Regions from separate parts of the Mus musculus genome. Here region 1 is linked to region 2. Evidence: chromatin contacts called from public HiChIP or PLAC-seq data. All regions are on one chromosome and are shown on one strand. Each heading gives the region's core, a stretch centred on a gene start, on an enhancer-like site or on the middle of the called end of the contact. The rest is flanking DNA. Distances are from core to core; before and after follow the strand shown.

Region 1 (5,462 bases), core at 2,725-5,224, 360 kb after region 2:
CAAGAAGTGCTGGGGATTTTTGATGTTGCCATTTGCTCTTTGTTTTTGCAATAAAAGCAGCCTAATAGGTTGACTCTCTATAATTCTCAACTTCCTCTGACCCTCACTCTGCCTTGTGACATTTAACAGAAAATTATTGTGAACAAAGATAATGAGCACTTGTAGGAGGCCTCTTTCAACTGGAGGTAGGTGGGCACGGTCTCATAAGGTTGTAGCCAAGGATACCCTGTGAATCAGAAGTTCACATCAACAAGCCTAACTGGTTTGGGTCAGAGCCCTCTTCAGAAGGCTCAGGTGCCAGTGTGACCTTTCTCTGGGGTTTTATTTCTAATTTTTACAGGTCATTATGCTTCTTCAATTAATCTACTTTGGGAATCTTGCAGCTGTCAGGGAGAGATGAAGTGTGTGGTTCTGGGCTGCACCATCCTGGGACAGTGTTGGCTTGTGAAAGGTCACAGCATGGCAGGTCCCCATTTAACTCACTGCTGTCCTTTGATTCACATTTCAGACAGCTGAGTAGATGCTCATTTGCCTTCTGAACAAAAACACAGAGGACTACCTAATTTTAGGCATAAGAACATAAAAGCGATGGATGGATACCTCTGCCTCCCTCTCTGTGACCTCGGTGTGGCCCACAGCCAGGAGGCCCCTCATGGGGTCCAAACAGCCTCAACCTGGGTCCGCTCAGAGCAGGCCCTGACATGGCTAAAGACTTGGAAATGACCCGTTCTGCTCCCCAGATGATTTTAATGCAATGATGTAAGAGGCACCTGTAAGCCAGAGAGTTTGCCTCATTTTTGCCTTTGAGTGGAACTTACAGATAATGTCTGAATAAAGCTTTGCATCTTTGTGGGCATATGAAGCTCGGAATATGTTTTGATTTCATTTTTCATTACATCTCTGTAACTTTTTAGAGGACATGTCATTATTTGTATTTTTCTCAATGAAAAAAAAAACAGAATCTTGAAGATTATAGCAGCTAATTAAAGGTAAAAATAAGGGCCAGGATGTAGCTCAGTGGTAGAACACTCAGCTAGCATGCACAAAGCCATTGGTTTGCTTCCTGGGACCATCACGATACAAAATGAAGAAGAAAAATAGAAATAGCAAAACAGAAATAGAAACCTAGTTTTTCTTAGTCTCGGGTGCTCCCCTGAGACCTCGAAATCCTTATGCCGTAGAATGATTGGCACATTCCTGGGCGGTCCTCTCTGCCCTCCTCACTCCACTCCATTCTCCACACGACACCACCCCTTATCATTCTCTCCAAGGACTTCCTTGTGTCGAGAGATTGGTGCTTTTATGTAAATGATAGCAAGCCATGCTTCCACCACCCCCACATCTAGAGCATAAGGAGTGTAGCAAGGGGCTAAGCACTGAGCTGTCCCTCACGGGGCTGGAGAGATGCATCCAGCGGTTAAGAGCACTTGATGCTCTTGCAAAGGACTGGTGTTTGGGTTCCTAGCACCCCGTTAAAGGGCTTATTAATGCCTGTGACTTTAGCTCCAGGAGATCCTAACCCTTCTTCTGGCCTCTACAGAGAGAGAGACAGAGAGAGAGACAGAGAGAGAGAGAGAGAGGGAGAGGGAGAGGGAGAGGGAGAGGGAGAGGGAGAGGAAGAGAGAGAGAGAGAGAGGGAGGGAGAGGAAGAGAGAGAGAGAGAGAGAGAGAGAGAGAGAGAGAGAGAGAGAGAGAGAGAGAGAGAGAGAACAGAGGAAATCTTTAAAGCTATTTCCTCATAACTACATGAGGCACTCACTGCTCATGGCCCTGGGATCATCGCAGCTATGCACAGACGAATGAAGATTTCCCGGGGCAGGGAGGAGACTACCTGCATTCCATTGGCACTTTCAATTTTGTAGAACAAAGTCCAGAGTTTAGCATCTCTTGGAAATTAGATGGCTTCACAGGAAATAGCCTTCCAGGGCAATCTCAGTCAACCCAAGATGGATGACTACTTACAACTCTGCTGGATCGTCGATGATCCAGCTCTGGTCTTCTATTGTGTCCTTGCCTTGCATCCAATGTCTCTCCCCAAGTGACCACCAAGGGTTATTTTCAAGGAGGACCTACATACAACTACTTTCAAGCTTTCGTGAAGCTCTGGATTTCTAACAGGTCCCACGGGGTTTGAGGAACTGAGAGGTAGCTCTGCACCCACAGACAGACAGCCCAAGACCTAAAAGGGGCGTAGTACAGTGTTTCCCATCCATCTACCATTGTAATTGAGCACTCAACGCCGTGTGGGTGGAAAACCACTCAGCTTACGTGCCGCATGCATCTTCAGGAGCAAAATAAGAAACTGCGAATGTTAGGCAGCTCTGAGTCATGGGGGTTTTATTACTTCCATTCTATTATTAATAAAAACGTGTTCCGCGGGAAAACAAAATGCCACTTGACTTTCTTATTGTAATCGACCCCGTGCAAGGGCGACAGATGTTAGCGAACTCGAGAGGAATAAATTAGAGATGATCCAACTTATCGTAGCTGAGAGATTTGAAAACCCCAGAAATAAATTTTTCTTTCTTTCTTTCTCTCTTTCTCTCTTTCTTTCTTTCTTTCTTTCTTTCTTTCTTTCTTTCTTTCTTTCTTTCTTCCTTTCTTCCTTTCTTCCTTTCTTCCTTTCTTTTTTTCTTTTGCAGAAAGTAAGCCCCAAAAGGGTGTAGCCTACCCATCGACTCTTACATATTCATCATCGAAAACTGCAGCTGCTAAAGCAGGCAAGTGCCATGTGTTATTTCATCCAAGATGAGCACGCAATGTTGCATTCTAGAAGATGATATGGAAAATAACATCTTACCCAGTCAAGCTCCGCTGACCTTCATGTTGCTTTCTTTAATCAATGCCAGGAACCTGGCACCTCAATCGATGCGATCAGACAGCGTGGCTTGGGAGTGGGATGTTTTCCTGTTGTTGTTCTCACGATTCGATATTGTCTGTATTTGTGTCGTTTCCATTCGGTATGACTGTGGCCTTGAATTTTATGGTATTGTTACTTTAGACCGTGATCAGACCTTATGCCTAGAAGCGTTTCCCGGCAACTAAAAGGGAAAAGGATGCCTCTGCTTGGCCATAAAGCAAAGGGAGGGCAGGAAGGAGAGGGGACGGTGAGCCTTATCCACTAACAGCAAGCAATCAAAGCAATGAATCTGAATCAGTGCAAAACACACATCTCTGGGGCTTAGCCAAGGCAGCCTCCTCGGGAGGGCAGAGACTAAGAAATTCCTCTTCCCAAGTTTCCATGCTAAATCCAGAACAGTGCCCTCCCTGGTGTTCTCTTAAGAGGTGCTTTGATTTCTCACACAGTTGCTCTCTCACGGAGCTTGGCATTCCAGAAACATGGCGGTGAGTGGACTTGGTTCATGTTCTGCTCATGGATGTAGGCTGGACATAGCTCTGGAATTTCAAGAGCTGGCGTTTCTTAAATATTTGCTGTGTGTGAGCCACTGTGACAAGATAAGTAGTTTTTTTTAGTCAGGCCAAATTACTACCAAGATGCCCTGTTCTTCGCCCTAAGGCACAGTTTTGCAGAAAACACAGCTTAGAGAAGTTGTGTAAATTTTTGCTGACAAACAGCAAGGAAGTAGCGAAGCCGAGAGTCAGACACAGACAGTGTGGCTCCAAACACCGCTCTCTAAGTGACTATGCTATACCCGACGAGCCTTTACAAGCATACTTGTTGTTGGGTTGACAGCTTGTCAATGCTTCACCTATACCTTCAGTGACACTTTGATCACAGATGTGATCGTGACATACTTACTGAGTTGCAAGCACATAGCTGTCCTGTTCCTCACCTTAAGAATCAGATCTGAGATCAGCCCTGTCTTCTTTTGGTGAGGACACAAAGAAGGAGTGGCAAAGCCTCCTGATAGTTTCTACTTCGCCCAAGTTTACCTCCTCTGCCCCTATGGTGATTTCTGAATAGGTGAATTGTGTAGATAACTGCTTTCTGTTTTATCGCGGCTACTATCGTCCTGTCCCCATCCCTTTCTGCCATTCCTGGCATACCAGCCCAGGAACCAGCAGTCTCTGCACTCAGAACCCTGGGCTTCTTTCTCTCTGGACTGCCCTGAGGCAGTCCTGAGTCTGAGGTGAGGTTACCCTCTTTCTCACTCTGCCTGTAGCTGTTGAGGGTCTTTGGCCCTGGGGTGTCTTAATGGCACTGATGACCTCAGAGATCTCACGTGTAGAGAGTTGCCAGAGCCAAGTAAGCCTCTGACTTCAGATACATGTGTCGAGCAAGACCCTCTCTCCCTTTTTATTCTGAGGGGAAAGTGCCTCTAGCCTTCCAGAATACTACCCTAGTGCCTCTGCAAAATCCTCTCCACAGGTCTAGGATATACCTGTGACTGTTCTACCTCAGAAAGACTGGCAGGAAATGGGTCGGCCATCTTTACCAGTTCTTGAGGCTTGGGGAGACAGGAGGAAAGAAGGACACACACTGTCACCTAAGCAACCCCACACAAGCATGGCTCCTGGCCTCTCCCTATGTTTTTTTCTTGGTCCTTTTCTTCCAGCTCACTGCCTGGGGAGACTTGGGTGTGGTCACCGTGCAGATTAACCTGGAATGGTCGCCAGCATGGAAAGCTCAGACAAATTATCTGGCATACAAAGTAGTTTTCAGGTCCTCTGGCTTCATCCCTCAATCCAAACCTAAAAGCTGAGGATGCACAAAAGGGGGGCGGGGGCACACAACATCCAATGACCACAGCTCTGACTCCTCTCTGTGCCAGATCTCTGAACTGCAAGAGCCTGAGGCAGTATCTTCCAGGTTTCAGATAAAGAAGAGTTTAGCCACTTGCCCAAGGGTGTGATTGGCTATAAGTGGTTCCTTAGAGGCTGATGGGTTGCGGCATCCTAAACCAGGTAACTGTTGTGAGAAGAGAGCAGGGAACCAGGGTAGGTAAGAGATGCTGCTTCAGATTTTGAAGCCCCAGGTAGTAGAGGCCGGTCCAAAGCTCCCCTTATCTACACCAGCCTTGGCAGAACTGAATTGCCTTCACACACCAAACCCTTGTCTATATGCCTATGTAGTATCTGTAGTGTGGTGAGTCATGGGGTATTTGTGCCCCTCCCACCTCAACTTAAATCTATAAAGTATGCAAAAGTCCCAGTGTTAAAACACAGCCATTGCTGTTGTCACCTGTCCCCATTACCATACCTCCTCAACCTCCTGGGACATATCACCAGGTGTTATTGTCTGTTCCTTATTTCTAGAACATTCACACTTGTCCTTGCACATTTCTTCTTCATCCATCCATCCGCTCACAGGTACTGAGGCCCTTCTGTGGGCCAGACCCAAGCTAAATAATGCGCATGCCAATATCAAAGGGATGTGTGGGGTCTCATTCTGTCTTTAAAGGACGTGTCCACACGGGGCAAGTTCTTACTAATTTATACATGATATTCCAGTGAGAGCTATGAAAGAATGGCCTCGTTGCTAAGTAAAAAGAAAGAAATCC
Region 2 (5,303 bases), core at 211-2,710:
GAGGAGGGAAATCCTAAACCAACAGCAGGAGGGAGGGTGGCCTTCTGTGACTGCATAGTGACAGTGCCTCACGGGGCTTTAGCAGGACGCCCACCAGAATGCCATAGAAGGAGCCTGGGGAAGCGCAATCCCGTTTGGATTCACACCAAACCCTGTAGTTTTAGGGACTGAGGGATTGCTGGTGATTAGTGGCAGGAGCCTGAACTTGGTGTATTTAGTGGCAGGAGTTGTTTTTTCTTCAACACTAGTCATGAACTTTTTGTTTGTTTTTTTTTTTTCTAAAGGTCTTAAAGTGATTTACAAATTAAGAGAGAGTGACATTAGATACTTAAGGACACAGGCACAAATTAGACTAAGTTTCTCGGCTGCTGAGGAAGACAGATTTGAACAAGATAAAGTACAGGGAGTCAAGTCACAGACACGTATAACCTTACCCTGACTACAAGAGCGTGGTCCAGCCAGTGCTGGGGCCAAGCCCAGGCAGGGGCCTTGTGCTCCAATCACTCTAGCCCTGAACTAGATTTGCATCCCTCACACATAGTTAAATCATTAAAGTAAACGTGCCTAGGGAGCCCCATTTTCTTAGAGCACGTTGATGGTTTGGATGTCTCTGCTACAGTGTTCCAGTCATTCTCACATTGGAGCTGCTCATCCCAGAGTGGCTTTCCCACTCAGTCACCCATTTCAGGTCTATCGCCTGCTGTTGTCGAGAAAGGCTTTTGGAACTGGGAAGAGGGAACCTTGGAAGAGATGGCTAAGTTATTTGGGTTGTCCACAGTCCATAGTTGGCAATAAAACATGGAGATTTCTAAGTAAAGTCATGTCGCTTCGCCATCCCCTGATCTGGTAACTCTGTAGGAAGCATTGGAGGTTTAAATAAGAATCAGCCTCTAGGCTTCAGGAACCAGTCTCTCCCTCTTTGGGTACTCTCTTTTCAAAGACCTTTAGCAGCAGGAGGAGCATTTGCCTTGATGGCAAACATTGGCCCTCTGGGATATCTGTTCTTAGACCTGTGATTTCATAGTCAACTCACAAGGCTGGGGAAGGACCCTGAACTATACTTGCTGGAAAACATACTTACCCTTGGACTTCAGCAAAATCAATGAATGGAGCCTGAGGGCCGGGAAGCATACTTGAAGAGGGCGTGCCCACTAGACTGCAAGCCAAAGCAAACAGTCCTTGTAACTGAGAAAGACTTATGGGAGGAGAAAACTGGAGGAGTGACTCTGAAGTATAACCAGAAAGTGCAGAAGGAGGCTCTGTGAGTCCTGAAAAGAACCCCCTCAAAGCTACTGGAAGGGGTCAGTTGTTTGAGCTGGCTTTTGACAAGCTTATCATGTCTACATTTGAACCCAGAGATAGCACTTGAGAAAAGTGATGTGGTCGGGGCAGTCCAGGCAAACTGGGGTGCTGCTGGGGGCAGGGAGAAAGACAGGAAGATACCAGCGACCGAGGATAGAGTCTTAAGACTCTATCTACCAGAGTGATCTGTGGCCTGGCACGGTGGTAGGAGGAGGGTGTTCATGAGTCTGCACCTGTGGAAACAGACATTCTCTGTCGTTCTTTATAGGAGGAAATGGGTCACTACAGTGGACAACTGTACATATGTTGTAGATTCCGTTACGTGTGCATATTCATATACGAGCATCCATAAGTGCAATTTGCACATGTGCAGGAAGGTTCCTCACAGGGTTCTGGGCTTTGTCCTGACAATAACTTCTTTTTGTCAAGTCCTTGTGACTATCGAGAGTTGTCCTACTGTCTCTGGCCATCATTGGTGTGTAGTGATAAATACACGTAGATCGTTCAGCATGCATGAAGCTGCACGTAGCTTGTATCTTCTGAAGTTCCTGGGCTTTCAATGAGGTTGATGGTTGCTAAGGCGCTGACCAGGGTGTCAACAATGGTAGCCTATCCAAACGCATTGATAAAGAAATTCCTTAAAACTTGTGCGGCTCAAAAGATTCCTGGTGATAAGGTTCATATGTTGTTTGTAAAAAGAAGCCTATAGCTCATTCACGGTCCCTTTGTAGTTGCAGTTCTGAACATCTTATTTCCCATCGCCAGTTGTGTGTGCTGGGGCCAAATATCAGGCCTGATGCTGTCATTTTAAAAGAAACTATTATAAACATAGCACGATGGGAAAGCTATCTAAAATACTTTTCTTAAGAAAATACATACACACACACAAATACACAGGACCAGCTTCATGATTTTATATGTTTCTTTCTAGTCTTCTTTTATGTATTTAGTATTTCTTTATGCATCGTGTATCCTATTTCTTTCGGGTTTGTGGGTACATACTCCTGTCTTGTTACATGGTCTCCCTCACTATTATATTTAATGTAAGTCAAGTGGTTGCACTGAGCTGACTACAGCCTTCTCCTTTGTCTCTTTGCCCACTTTCCTTTCTGGGCTGTATAGAAAGCAAGCATGAAAAAGTCCCTCCAAAGTGAGCTGATCAGAAGGTCTTCCGAGTGCCTAAGCTCTGCAAGCAGATGACTAGAGTTGTGCCTTCTCCCCAGCTAAGGATTAGCCACTTAGCACTTAGGATGTGCCCTTTGTGTCTCTGCTCAGGGCATAATTTAGCTCTTGATTGCTGTCTGTTCTGTTCCAATGGGGCTGCAGTGACTCTTAGGGCAAGCTATAGAGCTAACTAATGATTGTAGGCTTTGTGCAACTTGCCAGCCCACTGAGAGAGATGCTTGAGTTCATTGCCTTTCGGCGGGGAGGGAGGAGTGGGATAGCATCTAAGCGAATTACATATGCTTCTTGAGTATGGTTAATAAATATAAGTCAGTACTAAATAGGGAGCTAGATACTAACTTCACATTGATTTTGCAACATGTGTAGTCTACATATATCATATCTACTGTAGATTTTATGTATTTCAGACAATCTCTCACTTCTACCACTTTATAAAATAAAACATGGAAGCCTAGATTTTACCCAGGCACAAATTAGGTCCATGGTCATGACTGGTTGTTGAAATCCTATCAGGAATACATTATTTTCTATCGTTATTGGCTTTCTACTTGTTCCTACAATTCTGACACTGGTTGCCTATTCAGTTTATGGCATGTGTTTCAATATTTCAATTTTTTTTCAATATTTGAAGAACTCTTGATTCAACCAGTTGTAGAAATAGTCTACAGAAATCATATGATCAATTTTCATATAGAGGTTTTGCATTTTTTTACCTTTAGATTTGAGGAATATAGAACACTTTGGTTGCCCCTATAGTGTATGTTTCTGTAAACTGTGTATGATATATACCAATCAAGATATTCCATAAAACAGAAACACTGCCAGGCTGCTTGTTATATGGAGTACCTATCTAGACTTCTTTAAGACCATAGTATACAACTAAGGTTTGTGTGTGTGTGTGTGTGTGTGTGTGTGTGTGTGTGTATCAAACTAGTACTTAAGAGATACTTTTTTGACCAAAATACTGGCTTAAAGGAGTATAAGTTTTTACTTGGCCTTTAGTACCACCACCAGAGTGTGTATGCTGAAGTTGTATTGCTAAGATGACGAAAGAGATATGAGAACACTGCTCACAATTCAGAAAAGGTTTGAGACAGAGACAACCTGGGACTTTCCTAAGGTGTAGCTCAGGGTGGGGCCCGTGTTATTGAAATCCCTTTGTAAAACCATTTTAAGATGAGACTCAGTAGATTGTCTCCAGTCCTTTGGTTAATCTTTAATCAGCTGCACTTTATTATCTACCTAGACTACAAGTGCTCCATCACTGAGCTTATAAACGTTCAGATCTATTTATAATGAGCTGGGTTGGTGTGGTCCTTGTTGTATGGTAGACAGCCAGGTGTATGGGAGTGTGTGTGTAAGGTGTGTATGGGGGTGAGTGTTTAAACAGTAGGTGAATGACATTGTGATGTCGCCGAGCTACATTTCCTTGCTTACAGAGCCCTGGCGTTTGGCCAACTCAGAGGAGCGGAGAAGAGGCTTGGATTTTCTGGCTGGGTTTATTTCTGGCTGTTAGGATGAGCGACTGCTAGAGAAGGCATAAATATAGTTTGAGGTTCTGGCCAGAAGTAGATGGTGGATGGAATTGTTTATGGGTGGATGTTTATAGCTGGCTTCACACTTTACCTCTTTAAGAGTTGGTTCTTCGGACAAGTGACCCTAATGTCTAGCTCTTCTTTGGGACTGTCTTCAAAGTCTCTACCAGTATGCTAGTCTCAGCCGTCTGTCCCTTTCTTTCCACATTCAGAACTCAGTACTCAACTTCTTAACCTGCTGGTGAGAATTGAAAAAAAAAAATCATCAAGTGTTGTGGGGGGTGGGAGGGGGAGACAAGTGCCATATATTCCATAGGCACACTGTCTTTGATGGACAGAGTGGTGTGTGGGAGTTTGTGGCCCTGTACCTGTCCTTCATCATGGCTGGCCCATGGCTAGAGCAACAGGTGACTAACCCTGGCTGGCTTCAGTGTGTCTGTCAGTTGACTTGCACAGGCTCTGAATTCTTTCCCTTGCTTCTGCCCACATGGAAATGTTGTCCTTGGTTGATCCTCACCTTCAAGGCCTGCACACATGTTCTTGGGTCTATGCCTAGCCGGTGATCACAGCTCTCCTCATTAGCCTTTACCTACCCTGTAGCACTGCTATAGTGCCTCTTGCTGCAAGTTTCTCAAACAATGGGGTCAAGGTCCTCTTGGGTCATTGCACCTACATGTACCATTAGGATGGTCTCTGTTTTCTAAGGAGTGTTGGGAATATATTTCAAGAAAGCCTAACTGGAGAAAATGACTTCCTCAGGAAAAATCTAGATTACAGATTTCTTAGAAGCCATATTTTATTAATAGAGGCAAAATTGTGCTCTTGAAGTAAGTTCACAGGCCAGCCCAGTGACTATCTTATCCTGGCTAAGTCACTCCGTGCTTTCCGTCTGGAAATGGGCATAGTGTTGGTGTCTTCTCATTGGGGTGGTTATGAGAAACAATTAATATGGAGAGCAATTGGAGTAGTATATTGCACTTAGTGCACACACAGTAAATACCTGTTGCCATTATGTCTATGTAGCTTGGCATAGAACAGCGGCTTTCACGTACCAGGTGCTAGTTAAAATGCCACGTTAAGTGGTGTATTCAGAAGGTAGGAAGGTGGTTGTCTTTTCTCTTGCTAAGTATAAATAAAGGTGTTGAGCATGATGGTGTAGGCATGAGAATATTTACTCCCTGGTTGGGAGTTCCGAATCCTGTTCTAATCACAGCATGCCTGTGATTTGATCAGATCTACCATCCCCAGTCTGTCAGAAGTTTTGTTAATATTTACTGGCTC

The links. HiChIP or PLAC-seq counts read pairs in DNA pulled down with a chosen protein or histone mark.
Region 1: a contact with region 2 is called in an H3K27ac HiChIP or PLAC-seq map of extraembryonic endoderm stem cells. The contact joins two enhancer-like sites. A contact is called at or near these places in 9 of 39 promoter capture datasets (3T3-L1-derived adipocytes, the C10 cell line, the HPC-7 cell line and 6 more), 13 of 484 Hi-C or Micro-C datasets (the G1E-ER4 cell line, the MC3T3-E1 cell line, the Patski cell line and 8 more) and 2 of 115 datasets of contacts at active chromatin or transcription factors (craniofacial prominence and extraembryonic endoderm stem cells).

Annotation. Positions count from the first base shown.
Region 1 is chr17:78,576,712-78,582,173 of GRCm38.p6, forward strand. It overlaps Vit (vitrin), which reads left to right. Exons shown (of 14, transcript NM_028813.2): 6 at 2,643-2,720. The region is part of intron 1 of Gm32573 (a long non-coding RNA gene); the gene reads right to left. Among named protein-coding and RNA genes, the nearest start is that of Gm32573, 8.8 kb to the right of the region's middle. Within about 2 kb of position 3,975, at least 6 of the 459 cell types and tissues checked have an H3K27ac peak or open chromatin away from gene starts, as enhancers often do. A contact at or near this core is called in extraembryonic endoderm stem cells, where this site is marked.
Region 2 is chr17:78,217,566-78,222,868 of GRCm38.p6, forward strand. The region is part of intron 1 of Crim1 (cysteine rich transmembrane BMP regulator 1 (chordin like)); the gene reads left to right. Among named protein-coding and RNA genes, the nearest start is that of Crim1, 20 kb to the left of the region's middle. Within about 2 kb of position 1,461, at least 58 of the 459 cell types and tissues checked have an H3K27ac peak or open chromatin away from gene starts, as enhancers often do. A contact at or near this core is called in extraembryonic endoderm stem cells, where this site is marked.